Linked DNA regions of Gossypium hirsutum: region 2 is linked to region 1. A link is a contact called in public Hi-C data. All regions are on one chromosome and are shown on one strand. The core of a region is the stretch at or near the end of the contact, and the rest is flanking DNA. Distances in the headings are between cores, read along the strand shown. Region 1 has its middle 3.7 kb from the start of LOC121205279. Region 2 holds the start of LOC107952252 (protein TRANSPORT INHIBITOR RESPONSE 1-like).

Region 1 (3,518 bases), core at 382-2,881:
AGAGAGTGAATCCCCTCAATAATATATATTATACCATCTTGTTAATATATTATCCCATACTTATTAATTATTACAATATTTTGGTATATATTAAATATATTCTGTTCACATTGTAATTTCTTTTTTCTTTTATATTCAAAACTATCTCATTTAGATTATAAATTGGTAACATAATAGAGACATGCATTTCTCGAATTAAATATAAAAGTTGTCTAATTATTATGAGATTTGTTAGTTAATATGATTGCGGTTATAATTATAAATATAATTATGATAATTTAAAATGAAAAATGAAAAGTTGAGTAGGAACAAGATATTCAAAAAGGGAAAAAAAAAAGTTACAGCAAAGACGGGGGCAAAAGGGTGGTGACTGGTCAGTGGTGAGATAAGAGACGAGAGGTTAGAAATAGGAGGCCAAAAAGAGTAGGGGGCCCCCCTCGTCCCCGTCCCCGTCCCCTACAAAACTTATAAACTGCCAAAGCATGCCGCCCCTGCACTGTCCTATCAATTCCACTTGTGTCAACTGTGTATAGTACCCCCCTTTCCCTTTTTTTTCTTTTTAATATTTTCCCAATATATTTTATCAACCTCAATATATACAATTTATTTAAAATATAATATTTTTATAAAGATTAAATTATACTACTAGTTAATCAATTACTAGTAAATTTATTCTCTAATCATTTAACTATAAAAAATTATAAAATAAATACTTAATTATTAGTAAATTTCTTTTATTATTATTTAACTATAAAAAATTATAAAATAGTCATCCAATTATTTATCACTAACTTTTTAATGTAAAAATAAAAATACTAAAAAATTTAAGATGATGTCATTTTATATTTTTTTATAGTTAAATTATTAATAATTTACCCTTTGTACAAAGTAGGGAATTTATGTAAATGATATTATACACAAGCGTTGATTTATTTTTATTTATTACATTAATAAATATAAATTTTTTATAAGTTAGCAGTGTTTTTTTTAAGGAACGTTAACATTATTATCAAGAAGAAAACTTAGAATATTATAATTGGTTGGCATAGCCAATTTTCAGTTTTCTATTTTCTTATTTTAATTAAAACTTTCATAAGAAGAAAGCTTACAATATTATACAATTTTGACAAAACGTGATAAATTTTTTTTGATAACTTTCGATAAATACGAATAATATTTTTTTATTAATTTATGATCATAGGTTAGGCTTGTGATAAGACTGAGTTAGGTTTGGATTATTCACTCACATGGTAATGCCTAAGGATAAGCTGATTCTATATTTCTATATTTCAAACATTGATGTGATTTTCATTTTGTTTGATTATTTTAGAAACAATATTCAATCCATTGAACCATTGTAAAAATGTAGAAATCAAAATGACTGAATAATATTGGTTCCAAATAAATAATTATTCCATTCGAAAATCAAAAACATTTTATCTTAATTTTTGTTTTTTTAGTCTTGGATTTAGCCAAAAATATATAAGAAAGAAAGAGAAAAGAGAGTAGAGCACATGATGTTGTGTTATGGTGACAAACTTTAGGAAAGTTCTTTGTAAAGAGCATGGTGTACTAAATGACAAATTTAGCTTCAACATGCTTAAGGTTTAGGCAATGGAGACGCAGTCAAAAATTGGTGGAAAATTCTGCGGTATTGTCTTATTCCACACTCAATAGCCATTGTCGCATAGGGAGATATGATTAGACTTTGAAAGCATATATTTATTGACTATTAATTAATAAATAAATTATGAGTTAGTATTTTTGGAGCTTATATATTATTATCCACCACCCATTTAAAATTAAAATGAAATTATTTAGTCAAGTAAGTAATTTCCAGAAATGGAAGAAGACTCGCATTTTAATGTGTCGAACTTTTCATTACTGGGTTTTTCTTATATCAGTTTATAAAGAATTGGATGCTGAGTTGAATTAATGGAGGACAAATTTTTTATATTCAAGTTTAGCATCAATGGAAAACAGGGATAAAATTTTAATAACGAGAAGTGGAAATCATAAAATTCAATTGTCGGTATGTATATAGATATTTTAGTCTGAAAATTTTAAAGGTTTTTCTTTTTTTTTTTTAGAAAAAGAGCCTAAGATAAAATCAGCCCGTAACTATATTATTTTGTTATGATTATTTTCAATTAAACGCCTCCTTACATTCTTTCCCAAACTCAAATTGAACTTCCCTTTGTAATGTTAATAGCAAAGTAATTTTGGAAAATTCCTTGATAAATCTACGATAAAAGCTCTACATGTCTAAGAAAAGATCACATTTCCCTAACATTTGTAGGGTGAGGTAAGTTTACAATTATGTCCACAATTACTTTAGCGACCTCTTTACCCTTGGAAGAAATCACTTGTCCCAATACAATGCCTTGAGTAACCATAAAATGACACTTTTCATAATTTAAAACTAAGTTAGTCTCAATGCATCTTTTCAAAACTTTGGTTAAATTATCTAAGAACTCATCAAATGAATCCCCATATACCGTAAAATTATCCATGAACACTTCTATGCATTTCTCAATATATTCAAAAAAAATACTCATCATGCATTTTTGAAACATACCTGAAGCATTACAAAGACCAAAAGGCATCCACTTATAGGCATAAGTTCCGAATGGACAAATGAATGTCGTATTTTCTAGATCTTCTTGTGCAATAGGGATTTGATACAAACCTAAAAAAAACTATCAACGAAACAAAAGAAAGATTTTATAGCTAGCCTTTCTAGCATTTGGTCTATGAAAGGTTGGGGAAAACGAGTCTTTCCTAGTCACTTGATTAAGCTTCCTTAAATCTATGCAAATTCTCCAACCATTTTTCACTCGCATTGGTACAAGCTCATTATTTAAATTTCTTACCACTATAGTCCTGGTTTTCTTTGGGACAACATGAATGGGGCTTACCTATTCACTATCTGAGATTGAATAGATTATACATACATCCAACAACTTGAGAAACTTTTTCATTACCATTTCTTTCATAGCTGGATTCAATCTCCTTTGTGGTTCCCTTGAGGGTTGATAAACCATAATTTATACATATTTTTACCCCTTGTTTAACGCATTTTATGGATGATTTTCCATTAGAATTGGTGAATTCGATGCTCTTAATGCTTTAATTTCATGTTTTATACTTAGAAGAGCATAGGAGAGCGAAAGGAGCGAGAAACGGGCCAAAAAAAGAGAAAATGGGCCAAAGTACGAACTTAACACGGCCTGGACTTCCTCACACGGGCAGACCACACGGTCGTGTCAATCTGGAAGAATCGAAGCACGACTCACACGGGTATAGCACACACCCGTGCCATTCTAACAGGCTCGAACACGACCTGAAGTAATCTCACACGGGCGTGTCCCTGCCGAGCCCAAGTTGAGTCCAATTCAGAAAAGGCTAATTTTGAGAGCTAAAAGGCACTCCAAAGCCTATAAATACACCCTAGAAGAGGAGAAAAGGGGACACATAGAAGAGGGAGTAAGGAATTACTCCAAGGAAGCCGATTGATT
Region 2 (3,192 bases), core at 241-2,740, 190 kb after region 1:
TCTCTTCTTTTTAGCAACTTTAGATCTGGGCCGTTGAGTTTTAACCTCTCAGCTTTTTCTACATAAAAGGGACAGCTCAAGGGACTCCATGCCAAGACAGTGCAACCCCAAAATCCATGTCCTTTTCGCCAACTGACAAAACTACCCTTTTGTTCAATTGAAGTGGGAGGGCGAATAGTTTGGTAAGATGAGGAGTATTTTCGTTATTTTACAAAACCAGTTAAAGAGTCAATTATTTTCTCTGAAGACATGTACGTGCAGCCGGTTGTAATTGTGGGGACTCTTTAACCTTTTCTTTTTATTTTTTACCCTTTGCAGTAAAAATTAATATTTATTAATTACTACTTGGAAAGCTTTTTTTTTTCCGGGTTCTGTGTATTTCGACCGTACACTGTGAAAAGGTTAACCTGATCAGACGGTCTTGATCAAGGTGCATGGTGCACCCGTTCGTACTCCATTCGTTTTTCCATGACTCATCCCTTTTATAGACATGTGAAATCTAAATTATAAAAAGAAAATAATTTTTATTTATACTTGATCAATAATGATGAAATGAATCAAGGCCGTTGGAGATGAATAAATAGGGCGGGTTGTACGCGGGGACAATGATAGCATGATTTTGAATGCAAACAATTGTATATGATTGGACTGCCGTGATGTCATGACAACAAGATTTCACATCAGATCATTCCTCATTATTTATTTTTAACCCCTTTCTTGCGGTCCCCGCAATATCCGACCCCTCAGATCCAGCCCTGCTACGTGAATCATGAGATTCCTTGCACCACCATTCTCTCCCTACACATCATCACACTTTATCAGCCCCTCCAATATCTCGTTCCTTTTTTCCTTCCGATATTTATTCAAAATCTCGCTAAACATGTGCTTGATGTAGGATGGTTATACGTGGACATCCTATTTGTTTTTATACGAATTTAGGTAATATAGATAATAATAATAATTAAATTTAATATTCATAACAAATTTGAACTTGTATATTTGTTACTTAAATTCGCATTGTTCTTGTTCATATTTATTTTCTACTTAAATGTAATACAAATGGTAAATCTACTTAATAAAAAAATATACTTTTAAAATTTAGGTATAATCAAAAGGTAATACAAATGATAAATGAAATTAAATTTATAAATTATATGAAAAAAGTTATAAATATCCAACTCGTTGCTACTGCTGTGCCACTGCCCCACATCTCTTCCATATACCCGTTTTATGCGGCTCCCCTTAGTCGTCGACGGATAAGAACCTCTCTCATCGTCTATCCTACGGCCCACATCTCTCCATCACTACGTGTTACTTTCCTAATCGCCCATCAGTATCTAAGCAGACCCACAAAAAAAAAATTGAAATTCTCTCGCTTGTCCTTTATTTCCCATGACTAATTTAACCATGGTTAAAATCTAACCATTCTTACGAACACAAAAATAAAAATCCTTATCCTCTCTCGTCCATTGTGTCTGTCTTTGACTTCACTTTCTTTCTCTCTCTCAATAGCTTCCTCCCAGCCTCTGCTCCCCCTATAAGCTTCGTTAATGGCGTTTCAGATCTCAAAAAACAAACTCTAAACCTTAAGTAAACGCAAATCCTACCCAAACCCAAGACCAAAATCGAGATAAAAAAATTCATCCTTTCCTATCAAAAGCCTTCATTCATTTTTTTTTGTGTGTGTGGTTTTTTTTTTCCTTTTATTCGAGGTTTAATTAATGCATAAGAAAATGGCGTTTTCGTTCCCAGACGAGGTGCTAGAGCATGTGTTCTCGTTCATACAATCAGATAAAGACCGGAACGCGGTGTCGATGGTGTGTAAATCGTGGTACGAGATCGAGCGTTGGTGTCGGAGGAAAGTGTTTGTGGGGAACTGTTACGCTGTGAGCCCAAGGATGGTGATCAGACGTTTCCCCGAGTTTAGATCCATTGAGTTGAAAGGGAAACCGCACTTTGCGGATTTCAATCTGGTGCCGGACGGATGGGGAGGTTACGTGTTTCCTTGGATCGCGGAGATGGCTGGAGCTTATCCTTGGCTCGAAGAGATTCGACTTAAAAGGATGGTCGTTACCGACGAAAGCTTGGAGCTTATTGCTAAGTCGTTTAAGAACTTCAAAGTATTGGTGCTTTCTTCTTGTGAAGGGTTTTCAACTGATGGTCTCGCTGCCATTGCTGCTAGCTGCAAGTGAGTTTGATGAAACTTTATTCTTTTCTCCTTTTTCGGGATTTTTTTTTTGTTTTCATTTTTAGCTGAGAAAAGGAGTTGAAGTTTTCATCTTTGTGGGAGTTAAAGTAGAGCTTTTCCCCAATTTGTTTTTGGTTTTAGCTACATTTTTCTTGAATTAGTTTTTATTCATTCCCATGAACTATTTTTTTTTAAAACAAAGATGTGAAGAACTTTTAGGAGTTTGGTCTCGTGTTCTAGTTGTCTTAGTTATTTCAGCTTTTGCTTTTCTCAGATCTGAGGTCAAGTGGGGGTTCTTTTTAAGAATATCTAATGAAAATCACATGTTCTTTTTTACCTCTTCGATACCTTGTTTTGTTTGATATCAGCAGATTCGTTTTTGAGTATTGTTTTCATTATTTTGGATGGTTTCTTCATGTGAAATGTGGACTTGTTTATGCTCTTTAATTATATTCCTTTTCTCGTGATTTGTTGTTTATATAAAACCAATAATATTTGTCTTTGGGTAAACTTTTTGCTGAGTTGGGGATTGAGGGAATAATTTTTCCATAGCTATTACTGAAGATTCTGATGGTTTATTTTTTTTCTTATCATCCTACAATTATTTGGTTGTTTTTGGTTTATTAGAGAGCTGTGAAGATTTATGTTACTTCAATTTTCTTTTGATGCAAGTTCAATTGTATATAAAAAAGGTAACTTTAGCCTTGTAATCAAGTCGTTTTCAATGATAATGACAGTGATGAACTTTTAATTTTGTTCAACATTGGTGTTCTTGGATTCAACTCAGGTAGAATTGATTTGAGCTTTCATTTTTATTTTCTCTAAATCAATCTGCTTGCTGATGTAGGAATCTGAAAGAGCTGGACTTGCGAGACTGTGAAGTGGATGATTTGAGTGCGCATTGGCTCAGTCATTTTCCCGAAACATACACATCACTGGTGTCCCTTAACATTTCTTGCTTAGGGTCTGATGAAGCTAGTTTTTCAGCGTTGGAACGTCTGGTG

What was found. A called contact is a pair of places that touch in the nucleus more often than the background predicts.
Region 2: a contact with region 1 is called in a Hi-C map of leaf, with 1.8 times the contacts expected there. The contact joins the promoter of LOC107952252 here to the enhancer-like site in region 1. A contact is called at or near these places in 2 of 34 Hi-C or Micro-C datasets (callus and leaf).

Annotation. Positions count from the first base shown.
Region 1 is chrA08:14,823,365-14,826,882 of Gossypium_hirsutum_v2.1, forward strand. No RefSeq gene overlaps it. Among protein-coding and RNA genes, the nearest start is that of LOC121205279, 3.7 kb to the left of the region's middle. Within about 2 kb of position 1,632, at least 4 of the 9 cell types and tissues checked have an H3K27ac peak or open chromatin away from gene starts, as enhancers often do. A contact at or near this core is called in leaf, where this site is marked.
Region 2 is chrA08:15,015,519-15,018,710 of Gossypium_hirsutum_v2.1, forward strand. LOC107952252 (protein TRANSPORT INHIBITOR RESPONSE 1-like) reads left to right here and starts at 1,491. Exons shown (of 3, transcript NM_001327598.2): 1 at 1,491-2,188; 2 at 3,036-3,192. The coding sequence starts at 1,722.